Linked DNA regions of Arachis hypogaea: region 2 is linked to region 1. Evidence: chromatin contacts called from public Hi-C data. All regions are on one chromosome and are shown on one strand. Each heading gives the region's core, a stretch centred on a gene start, on an enhancer-like site or on the middle of the called end of the contact. The rest is flanking DNA. Distances are from core to core; before and after follow the strand shown. Region 1 has its middle 4.5 kb from the start of LOC112795954. Region 2 holds the start of LOC112795995 (ASC1-like protein).

Region 1 (6,456 bases), core at 2,638-5,137:
ATATTTATAGCTTATTAACATCATAATCAATATTATTATGGTTTTTTAAAAACTGTCGTAATAATCAGAATGACACTTAGAATAAAAGTATTTTTTAAAAACGCCGATTTTAAAAATAATTGTGATTTAAATGTTGTAAATACCTAAAAAATTGTCATTTTAACTATTTTTTGTAGTATTCGAATATAACAACTATATATACAAGTTTATAAGTGTGGAATCATATAGAATTTTACATTTTTCATCACCAATTTTAAAATATCTTAGTAATTAAATGTCTTAGATATTAAAATTTGTTATAATTGTTTGCCTATAAATATTATTTATATTGTAACGAGTACAACTAAAATTTTAATAATAATTATTAAATTAAACATTGTTACAATGAATATTATAAAAAATTGTAATGTACTCGTTACTAACCTATCATATAATAAAAAATTTTAAACTTTATAAAATGTAATTTTTTCATAGACTCGTATTATCGAATTAATTAAATTCGATTTAGTATTGACTCCATATAGATATAATTGTTGATGTATTAAAATAATTACATGGATTAGATTCATGCTATGGAAGTGATATTTATAATTTTTTTATATTTTTTGTAGTATATTTTTTATATTATATAATATTTTTTCTAATATTTTTGGCAAATATTTCACTAATTTAATAATTTTAAATACTAAAAACTAAATTCTAAATTTTAAATTTTATAATTATTTATATACGTGAAGGCTTCATAATTCGAAGCAGCCAACTTCGATCATACTCATGCATAATTCGAGTCTATCTGATTTAAACTACCCTTCACTACATGTTTTCACTATAATTTAAATTTGGGTGATTCGAACTACTAAGACTGCAAATTCCTTCACTAATTTGAACAAGATTGATTCAAATTACTAAATATTTTTGTTCGAATAGAGTTGATTCAAATTATATAAAAAGATGCTTTTAATTGGTCTATGTCTTATTTTTTTTATTTGATTTAATCATGTAAAATTTTATGCAAGTTGACTTAACACTATCATTTGCTTAGAAGTTCATGTATGAGATTTTATTCAAGTGAAGTTCATAAATTAATATGGATTTAGATCGAGAATTATTAATTTCTCTCAATTAAGAGAGTAGAATAGAAAATATACATGTATGTTATTGTTGCAGTATTTGTTCTTCTTTTTAATATTGAGATTATATTGTGTTGTTATTGAAGTGTTTATGTGAATAAACAATATTAGGACTAATTAATTATGAAGTTTATATTGATAAAGTAAAAAATAATCCAAATAACTGCTTCCCCTCTCACTTTTCCTTCTTTATCATTTTTAGAAAATCGAAGTAAGTTTGGCATGTGCCTTCCTTCCTCTTATTAGGTTAGGCATGTTAATAATGAGTTAAGACTTAACCAACCTGACTATATATTTGGCTGCCAAACACGTTGATAGTGATAATTATTAGAGTACTATCTTTTTTAGCAATTCAACTAGGTATTCTTTAAAAGTGGTACAATATTCAACCTTTTATTACAATAATTTAAAAAATAAATAAAATAAAAACATTTAAAAATTATAAATAAATTTAGTATCTTTTTAAAATTAAATATACATTTAAAATACAAACTAACTATAACTGAAATTTAAATTTTAAATTTCTGTTTTAAATTTAATATATTTAATTATTAATATATTACGATTTAAATATACATATAAAAATCAAATTAGTTAAAATCAAAATTCATTTTTCTATATATTGTGAAATACTCATAAACTTGTGTTGGCGCTGCTATTTCTTGGTCTATAAATGGAAGCAGGCAGCCTGGACATCAATTCCTTGATTTCTCTTCTCATTAACCCCTCTCTTTTTTTTTGTGCGTTTACAGTGCTTTTTACTTTTTTTTTCTTCTCATAGATATTTTATTCTATTTTTCTCTTTCTTCATTTTTTTTCTTTGTCATTTTAAGTTTTATTCTGTTGTTTTTCTATTTTTTTCATCACTTTTAAAATGCATTCTTATAATTTTATATGTGTTTATATTGTTTATTATGTTTTTGTGTACATATATAAATTTATATTTTAATTTTGGATGTGTTTACTTGTTTATTATGTTCTTATATATATATATATATATATATATGCTTTTTTACATGAATTTTGGATGTGTTATAAAATATTTAGAGTGCATTCTTATAATTTTAGATGTGTATTTAAATTCAATTGTTTCTGTTTTTAATATATAATTTAGAACTACAATCACAATAATTTAGATGTATTAATACATAATTTTAAATATGTTTATGTTGTTTATTTAATTTTAGATGTGTTTTTGACATGAGTTTTGAAGTCTGTTTATGTTATTTTTTATTTTTTTCTCTATTAATGAAAGGTAACATAATTTTGGATGTGTTTATGTTGTTCTTGTTTTATTTTTTTTCTAATTAATTAAAGGTAACATAATTATTTTTTTCTGATTAATTAAAGGCAATATAATTTTGAATGTGTTTGTATTTAATTGGATTAGCTGAGTTTATAATGATATTCTAGTTTTAGATGTGTAGATAAAATACTAATGAGTTTTTTTATATGAAGCAGAAAAATTTTACTATATGAGAGAATAATATGGTCTCTACGAAAGAGAGAGAGAAAGAGTGTAAAGAGATTGGTGAAGATGACGTTATGAGAGAGGGAGAAAATAAAGGAAATGCTTTATTATAGTGATAAGAAGTTAGAGATTTTTTAGTTGATAAAGTTTAAATTGAAAGTAGTTCCTTAAAAATAGGAAATATGATTAATTAAAAAATTAAAATAATAAAATATTAAATTTAAAGACTGAATAAAGGCTGAATTTTATTGTACAAGTAGCATTTTTCCTTTTTTAGATATTAGAGTTTTTTTTTTTACAATTGTATAACTTATTTTTTTAAAAATAAATAAATTAAAAATTTTAGCGATTTTTCTGGAGTTCAGATAACTTTTTTTTAGTAAAAGGTTTTTTTGGTATAAAATTAATTTTAATTTTTCGTGAATAAATTTATTAATATTTTAAACTTTTGTAATTAAAAATGATAATTTACTCATTAAATTAAAGATTAATCCATCGCGAATCTAAATTTTATTTAAAAATTTATCATTAATATACAAGGTGAAATTTAAAACTCTAATTACTTAAAATAAATTAATAAATTAATTATTCAACCAAATTAAGGTAGTTTACAAAAATACTAGTAGTTTTTGACGTTTATACATTTGCCACTAGCATTAAAACCTTTGGGGTGGAAAGGCAGAAATTTGGATCTTTTAAGGTGAGAAAATTGGTAAAATAAAGGATTAATTTTCATTAATTTTATAATTTTTATACAATTTATATTCTACTATTTTAATTTAGGATTGACTAACTCATCACTTTATTATTTTGCTAACTTTCTCGTTTCAAAAAATCTTATTCTAGAAAGCGGGTGGAGGAGGCTATTTTTTTTTTCTTTTTCACTATAGTATCTATCAGGTCGGAAGCCCAATGACTAATCTTTCGAGTACTGTAGAGACACAAAGTAGGCAATCTTCCCAAATAAGTAAGCTTCATTTTCATTCTCTAGTGAATATCGAACCTAAGAAAGATAGTTAAAGAACACAAACCCTTATCCATCTGTGCCAACTCTTTTTTGGTTTGCACCAGGATATTCATCAGGCCAGAAATTCAATGACTAATCCCGTGAATACTACAGAGACACAAAGTGGACAACCTTCCCAAACAAGTAAGCTTCATTTTCATCCTTTAGAAAATATCAAATCCGAAAAAGATGGTTAAAAAATACAGACCCTTATCTATCTTGGCAGAGGCCACATTAATAATTTGGATAATCAATTTGGGCCGGTAACTTTCGAATGAAGCCCACAAAATATTTCTGTGGGCTGTTCATTATTGAAGTGTTAGTCATACTTTTTGTTCGTTTTGTGTACTCCTCGTAACAGAAACGAGAATGGAAAAGCCTCCAGACCAAAAATAAAATTAACTTGTGTATATCTGAACAAAAAAAAAAGTTGTGTACACTATGTCACTGTCAGCGTCAGCGGTCAGTCCTATGAAATTGTGAAAATCATACTCAAAAGTCTTTTTGTTTTTATGGGATAGTATCATTTCTTTTTTTTAATAATAAAATAAATATATATTTATCGATATAGACACATTTAAAAAAGAAAAATTAACTCTTATCATTTATTTCTATGAACGTATCTCGTTTGTACAATTAATAACTTAAGCAACAAAATTTTAAATATATATCTCGTTTGCTCGCAGGATAAATAAAAAAATTTTAAGTTGTATCTTGATATTAGTGTAAATATTATTATTTTTTAGGTTTAATTATTCTGTTGGTCTCTATAGTTTCGCAAAATTTTCAATTAGATTTATATATATTTTTTTAATTAAGTTCTTGCACTAATTTTTTTTTAATTGGGTCCCTACATTTTTTTCTTTTATTTAGGTCTCTATAACAATTTTTTTTGTTGGATTTCTATAAAATTAAGCCAATTACTATTAAGAGAGACTTAATTAAAAAAAATTAGTGTAAAAACTCAATTAAAAAAAATATAAAAACCTAATTAAAAATTTTACAAAACTAGAGGGACTAATAGAATAATTAAACCTATTTTTTATGGCAGTATATTTTTTTTTCTAGTCATATAAAAGTTTTTATTTTGTCATATATATCTTGGATTTTTTTTATCTCTTTCTATTTTTTGCATCTAAATGGGAAGCTTTTTAAGATTAGTGACTACACAATATATACATCACAAAAAGTTGTTCACCAAAAGAAATACATCATCACAAAAAATTAAATGCAAAACATTTATGGTAAGATTGCAAGGAAGCCTCATAATGTGAATCTACTTTGTGCATGGATTTTGGAAAAGAGAATAAAGTAGGGTTTGTCCCATTTGTAAATAAGAAACTTTTTATACACTACAAATCAATAATAGTTAATTTTTCTTTATATAAGTTGATTAACATAAATTAAAGATTTTTATCACTTAAAAAAATTAAATGAGTCCTTATAATTAAATGTAGAGTAAAAAATTTATATATATATATATATATATATATATATATATATATATATATATATATATATATATATATATATATACTCCATGGGAAAAAAAAAAGAAAGAGTTTCTCTTCCTAAATAATGGGAATAATATAATAAAGAAAATTAATATGACTCAGATGTCTTCAAATTCAGTCAAAAAGCACATTCATTGCCTCTCAAGACTTTTCAAATAATCTCTTTGGTGCTCATGAATGATGAGTGGCTTTCTTTGCTCTTTGAATAATGAAAAGCACTTTTAACTTAATTTCTTTTGGATGATATTTTCTCTAAGATCATGTTAGACTCAAGAGAGACTATTTTTTAATTTGAGCCACACATCCATATATAGAAGATTATATTCTGTTTTCCATAAATTGTTAATCACCCAATTACCTAATAATTATCTCAACAAGAGTTTTTCTTTTTGTTGTAAAAGATGAAAATAATTTCATGCATGTCATCATTTTTTATTTTTGTTTGAGTTTAGTTGATTAACATTAAATTACCCTTATTGTATAATTCTAAAAAATATTAGTGTAAAGAAATTATTAAAGAGAGTTATTATATATACTCTTGCTAATAAAAGTTATAACATTTTTTTTTTAATTTTAAGTGTTTGTTCCAAAAGTTGATCACAGAAAATAAAGTATTGTCAGAGAGAAATTATTGTTTAATTTATTTAATCACCGGCATATTTTTCCACTATAATTGAAATGGGCAATTGACTAAAATATCCAAACTCATGCATGTCACAAATAAATAGGTGATAATTGTGAAGGATAACAAAGATAAAGTTCACAATAATGGATCTAAAATTTTTTAAAGTGGTATCACATTAGTTAAAATTAACCATATATAATTTAATTAATAATACACAAATTATATATGTCATTATTAGTAAATTAACAATGAAATAATTATATTTAGATAATATGCATAATGTTTTAAATCTAAATCTCCTTATTGGTAGTGTTAGTATATATACCCCTTAATTAAAAGAATATATCAAACTAATTTAATGGAAATATTTTTATTTTCAGTAGATTATTCCATATGATAATACATGCTAATCTAAACCTTAGGTTATTCTGTTAGGTTAGAAGATAAAGCTAAGGATGATGCTAATAAAGAGATAATAATTTAATATTATTTATTTTATTTTATTTAATATTTATAATTTTATGTACATAATATTTATAATTATATAATTATATTTAATATTATTTGTTTATTTTAACAATAATTAATAAATAAATAATAATATAAATTTAAGTGTTTTATATTGATTTCTATTGTCCCGAAACATTTTTTATTTGAAGACAAATATGGTTGATAAAACAAAAAGCAAATTAAAACATAGACGCATATAT
Region 2 (6,456 bases), core at 2,783-5,282, 36 kb after region 1:
ATAAAATTAATAGAATATTTCTCCTAAAATATATATGATTAAAGATTTAATTAATTTTTTAATTATAAATACTTTCAATTTACAAAAAAATATTCAATTAATTCTAATATTTTTTATATTAAAAAAATTAATTATAAAATTAAAAACAATCTAAAAATTTAATTTAAAAAATAAAAATTTAATTAAAAATTTGATAACACTATAAAGTCGAACCGAATAATTAAACTTTATTATTATTATGTTAAAATTCAAAAGTGGAGCCTACCCCTTAATTCTTCAGGTGTTGCTTGCATTGGAACAGTGTTTTTATCTTTTAGCAATGGCATCAGCATTAACCTAATTAAGGTCCTCTTTCATGTGTTTCCACCTATATTCTCCAAAGTGTCAAATTCTGTCTCTTATTCATCATGTTACCATATAATTATTCCAGTGAAGTTGGTACAATTGGAAATTAAGTATTATTATTATTATTATTATTATTATTATTATTATTATTATTATTATTATTATTATTTTCTTTTCAAATGTTTAAAAGAGTCTAAAAGTATATATTTCAAATTCTAGTATATATGATGATTGATCGATGTTGGATTTATCTAAATTTTAATATTAAGAAAAAGAGAAATGATATATTAAAGTCTTAATTTATTTTTTTAATTATCCTCTTAATACTTAAAAAAGTAAAAAGTTTAAATATGTATGTTATTTTTTAAAAATATTAAAAATAATAAAAAAATAATTTTTTTTTACTTAAAAATAATGAGAATAATTAAAATAATAAGTTAGGATTCTCAATTATTTTTCATGAAAAAAGCCCTAAAATTTATGCTTATTCACTAGTTAGTAAATAGCAATAAGTTAAATTTTATTGTAATCACCTAAAAGAACAAGATAGAGGTGGTGGTGGTATTGATAATAACAATAATAACAGTTTGGTAAATATAGGAAGAAGTAAGAAGAGTTAAGAGAAAATTAAAAGAGGAAAGAAGAAACGAAAAAGATGAGTAATTCTATGCATTAATAAATAGTAAAATAATTATTTTTTTTCTAATATTTAAAACTATAAATAAATGTCTAAATTAATTTTTAACAAATTTCAAATCTTATAATTTTTTAACATAAATATTCTTTAAAAATTCTCAAGAATAACTCCCCTTAAATAGATTGGTCCTCATGCATTCTTTTAAAGAAAATTAATTTATCTTACAATTTTATTGTTGTGATTTATTTATCGATCTAATATACATATTCAAAAATTTAATAAAAACAATAAATAAACCAATTAATATGTTTATTCTTATATAGAGGGGACAACCCACAAAAAGTGCATATATCAAACAACATACCGAGTAAATAATCAAATTAGTTTTCGAAAGATCGCTCATTTTTTAAATTAGTTTTTAAAAATTTTTTAATTAAATTTATCTTTTAAAAATTTTAACTTAGTGATTTTAGTTATTCTGTTACTTTTATTGTTAATCGTTTCAAATTTTGTTGATGTGACATGTTAAGTAACCCTACAACACAGTAGTCTTAATTGACAGCTAACATAATAAATTTATGAAATTAGATCAAATCAACCACAAATTAAGAGATTTTAATGTTTCAAATTTTCTCCTCAATTAAATTTTAATTTGATCTAATTTTATAAATTTATCATATTAATTATCAAATTTTGACATTATCAATAAAAAAATAACAAATTAAATAATAATTTAAAATCTTTAAATAATAAATTTAATTAAAAAAACATTTTAAAAATTAATATAAAAAACGAAAAATTTTTAAGACGAATTTGACTATTTATTCGACCAAAATCTATATATTACGGCCGGTTCATTTAATGTAAATACTAAATAGATTGAATCATCCATCATCGTCACCATGAGACACCATCATGAGCTACATCAATGGAACCATCCACCTCCATATATTTTAACCTAATTTAATCAAACTTTGATATTAAAAAAAAAAGGGTAATTTCCTACTTACTAACCATTGCTACATATAGTAGTGTACGTAAATGATTCAACGAAAATGTTTAATAATAAAAGAAAAATTAACTAAAATCAGTCAAAATTTATTTATTTATTATTATAATAATTAATAAATATTAAATAAACTAATTTTTTTGCTTTCTTAATATTATCATTGTTTAATTATGACATAGTACTAAGCATTTGGTATTTAAGAGCCTCCATATTTGTTGTCAGAATTTATTGAATGAAGAACTAGAAAATGAAATAAATGAGTAAGTAGTTAGTAGTTGGTAGCAGCGTACTTATATATGTACTAGGTAAATAAATAATAAATAAACCTAAGTCTGTTAATGGTAAAATCTATGTGGATCCTATAGTAATGTACATGTATTGTTATACACCATACGCTCTCATTTGTCCCTATCTCACCCTCTCTCTCTTATAATTCATCAACTTGCACCAATAACTGAAACCAAAGGCCAATTTCGTCAACATCAAAGACCCAAAATGTTAAATATTTTTGTATAAATATATATATATTACTATAAACTATAATACAACCCATTTTGACAATGAAATTTCTGTTGTCTATTAATTTTTTTTATTCATTTTTGTGTTTTATACTAAGGGGACATTTAGTTTTTTCTAGGGGAAAAAAATATTATGCATGGACCATTTATTTTTAATTTATATAATGCTTAAAAAATATTATATATGTGTATGAAAACTAAAAATAAACAATTGTACCTATTGTGAATCATATATTAAATATATTTTAATATTATACGAATATTTTTTTTCAACTTTTGTAGAGAAAATTTTTCATACATTTGAACCATATTTAGCATATATTTCAGAAAGAGAATCAGAAAATTTTTTTTCGTTGCTTATTTTCATTTGCAATATTTTAAGATTGACTCATCCTTAAATTAAACTTTTTTTTATTAAAGAAAGAGTATTATATTCTTTATCAATTAAATAAATTTTAATTATCTATTTATTATATTTTATTTCAATACTTAAGATTTAGATTTTAGAATTTTAGGATTTGGAGTATATTGTTTAAGATTTAGGATTTAGAAATTATTTTTTCCATAACGCATAGTATTCGCCCTCAAAATTATAGTAAAAAGTAAATAATAAATAATTATAAATGTTTTTAAATATATACTTTATTATTAGAGATCCAACTAAATTAAATGAAAAAAATGATTATCCCTCCAAAATAACTTGAACTCATAAAGCCAAAATATTAAAAATGAGATAAACTTGCAATAAGTATCCAAAATTAAAGTTGTTATCACGTCATTAATATTTTCAAAAATATTTAAATTTAAATTACTAAAAATAAATAGTTTTAAATAAATTTATGTTAATAAAAATATTTAACGCCTTTTCGAGTGGAGAAACCATATTATTTTTATTAAATTATTAAAATAATATTTAAAAAATTATATCACTAACAAAATACGAAATATAAATGGCAAATAAATTTTTAAAATATTTAAAAATATGACAAACTTAAATATATATTCTCAAAAAAGTTTTAGACATTGGATTTTATATAATTTTTTACAATTATAATTAGAAAATAAGATCGTTTAATTTATAGTATAAAAAATGTTTTTATCTTCAAATTTGTTGATTTATGTTTTCTTTTGTGAATAACTAAACATTTTTTAAAAATAAAAAAATATAATGATTAAATTATGTATTTTGTATATATATTCTAAATAATTATTTAAATATTTAAAAAAATTAAATTAAAAATACAGAATTTATTTATTACTCATTTAAGAACAAAAATATTTTTGGTCATCGTTTCATCGAATATAACTCAAATAGTATAATTTTTTGGAATTTAGATCCTCTAGATTTTGAATTCTCATTTTAGAAAGTAAAGTATAATCTCTCACAATTTATTTTATAGGTGAGATCAAGAATAATTATAAAAAAAATTATTTAAAAATAAAAAATCATACTTTATTCGTGAAATTCAAAATTTAGAGAATTCAAATACAATCTTTTGATACTCACTTAGAAATCGCGGAATATTATTGTCAATTTGAATAGTGAATATGGTGGCATAGGAGAATAAGAGAAGAAATAAGTAAAACAAATTAAAGAGAGAGAGAGAGAGCACATAACAGTAGCGAAAAAGGGGGAATCTGAAAACTTTTTACGATCAAACACTCTGTGAGCTTTGTTCCGATGAAAAGAAGAACAATCGATGCGTTTTTACTTATTATTACTAACATTATTACTCTAAAACCTTCTTCCAGATTCTGATTCTGGTTTTCCCTTACTTTCCCGAGAAAATTAATTACTTACCAGATTGCGAGGAACAGAGAGAAAAAGATTCGTTCGTAATAATGGATTTGATTCAGCAGCTCAAGTCCTTGTACTCCTGCGACTGGCACCAAGAATCTTTCCCTGACTACTATGATTTCTCAATCCTTCCGTTCTTCGCATTCTTCTTCCCTTGCATTCGCTTCTTCCTCGATAGATTCGTCTTTGAGGTACACTTTCTCCTTCGATTCGCATTTCGTTTTTGTGTGTTAATCATTGAAAGCGCAATTAGATGTGAACACTAGGTTTGATTGAGGAAAGTACAATTGCGATTGCAAGGGCTTCCACATTGAAGTTCGTAATTCTTTTTTATTAGTGTTTTGATGCTGCCGTTGACTTGAATGTATTGTTATTTACGTTTGTTACTTGTTACTGAGTTTTCATGAGAATTTGTTGAGGAACGGAGTTTTTGAATATAATATGTGTGAGCTGTTGTATCAGTTTAAGGAGTGTTGTTCTGTGCGGCATTATTGTTAGAATTAGTTTCAGAGATGTGAGATGGTTCCTACACTGTTTAGCTTGGAGGTGATTACAGTAGCTTCAATGTGTTTTTGAATACCTAAATTCAATCAAATTCTGTTATCTGGAGCTCTGTTGAGATTGAGGGTTTTAGGTAGGAGAGGAAGAGATAGAAACTAGAATTATATCAAAATTATTACGTTGAATAGGTTGGATTAGAAGTTTGTGCGTTGTAGAACAAATCTATAAAATTTCATATCAATCTAAAATCATTAGACATACTCTTTTATAGATCAAAATTGATAGTAATATATAAGAGTTTCAAATATGCATGAATATGAGTTGTCAGTCTTATTGATGTTCAATTTTCACAAAATTCAGTGCAAATAAATGGTGTAATTTTGCTTAAAATAACACTGGTGTGATTTGATCATATATAAAGTAAATAACAAAATTGATTCTATGCTATCTTCACAGATATGCCTTGATATTTTATGATATCTTCTTTATTTCTAATGGGGGCTTCAGAACATTTTGATCCTTTTTTGCTTTTCTTTATTGGTTTAGTGTGTTTATCAGTAAGGGTTTGGTTAGCTTTCTTCACAAGCTAATTAAATTTATAATGTTAACATACTTTTTTGTTAAAAGAGCGAAAATGCTGACCCTTCAGCATTGGAACTTCCAAAGACAATGAATATCTGCATGCTTCATTTCCCCTCCCTCGTTCAGGATAGATGGTAAAACTGATTTTAAATTTGTGTTGTTTGAGGTGATTACATTCTTACTTTATATAATCTTTGGTAAAATGTAAGCTTCTTTTCTCGTCTTATTTTTTCATGTTATTTTTCTTTATGCTTTTCATTACTTGTTTTTTCTATCAAACTGTGATGATGCTAGGAGTCATCATTTGGTGGCCTTGCACTGTGGTCGTTCTCTACTTTTAGAATTTTCTATTTCTGGTTCTAGTTGTTCAAATAAACTGAAGTAAACAACATTTACAGAAATTGGGTAGACGATTGATATTTGGAAAGGGGCATAAGCAGCTGGATTTCCAGAATGATGAGAGAAGAAAAAAGATTAGGAAGTTCAAGGAATCAGCCTGGAAATGTGTTTATTTTCTGTCAGCAGAAGTTTTTGCTCTGTCCGTAACTTATGATGAACCTTGGTTTACTAATACAAGAAATTTTTGGGTGGGGCCAGGGAGCCAGGTCTGGCCAGAGCAAAAGATTAAGTAAGATTATTTGCTTAGAAGCCCAGTTATTATAGTTATCCAGTTGCAATGTTTAATATCTTTCTGCAATCATTTTCCCTTGCTATAAATTTTGTGTTCAAATTAAGTCTGGCAATAGAGTTGTAAGCTCTTAACATTTCAGGTTGAAACTGAAGGCACTCTACATGTATGCTGCTGGATTTTATTCTTACTCCATCTTTGCTTTAATATTTTGGGAAACACGGCGCTCTGACTTTGGGGTGTCCATGGGTCACCATGTGGCTACTGTCATTCTCATTGTGCTGTCTTACATTTTTAGGTGTGTTAATTTCTTATTGTCTTGTCATGCAAGTTTTTTTTTAATTGTAATTTCTTTGGAGATACAAGTCTATAATTTTCTTAATTTGTTTGTGTTCATTTATATTTCTCAAACTTCAAACTGAAAGGGTTATATCTGTG

What was found. A called contact is a pair of places that touch in the nucleus more often than the background predicts.
Region 2: a contact with region 1 is called in a Hi-C map of an unstated tissue, with 2.2 times the contacts expected there. The contact joins the promoter of LOC112795995 here to the enhancer-like site in region 1. A contact is called at or near these places in 2 of 8 Hi-C or Micro-C datasets (leaf and an unstated tissue).

Annotation. Positions count from the first base shown.
Region 1 is chr1:10,337,279-10,343,734 of arahy.Tifrunner.gnm2.J5K5, forward strand. No RefSeq gene overlaps it. Among protein-coding and RNA genes, the nearest start is that of LOC112795954, 4.5 kb to the left of the region's middle. Within about 2 kb of position 3,888, at least 1 of the 3 cell types and tissues checked has open chromatin away from gene starts, as enhancers often do.
Region 2 is chr1:10,373,072-10,379,527 of arahy.Tifrunner.gnm2.J5K5, forward strand. LOC112795995 (ASC1-like protein) reads left to right here and starts at 4,033. Exons shown (of 7, transcript XM_025838232.2): 1 at 4,033-4,498; 2 at 5,789-6,018; 3 at 6,161-6,316. The coding sequence starts at 4,352.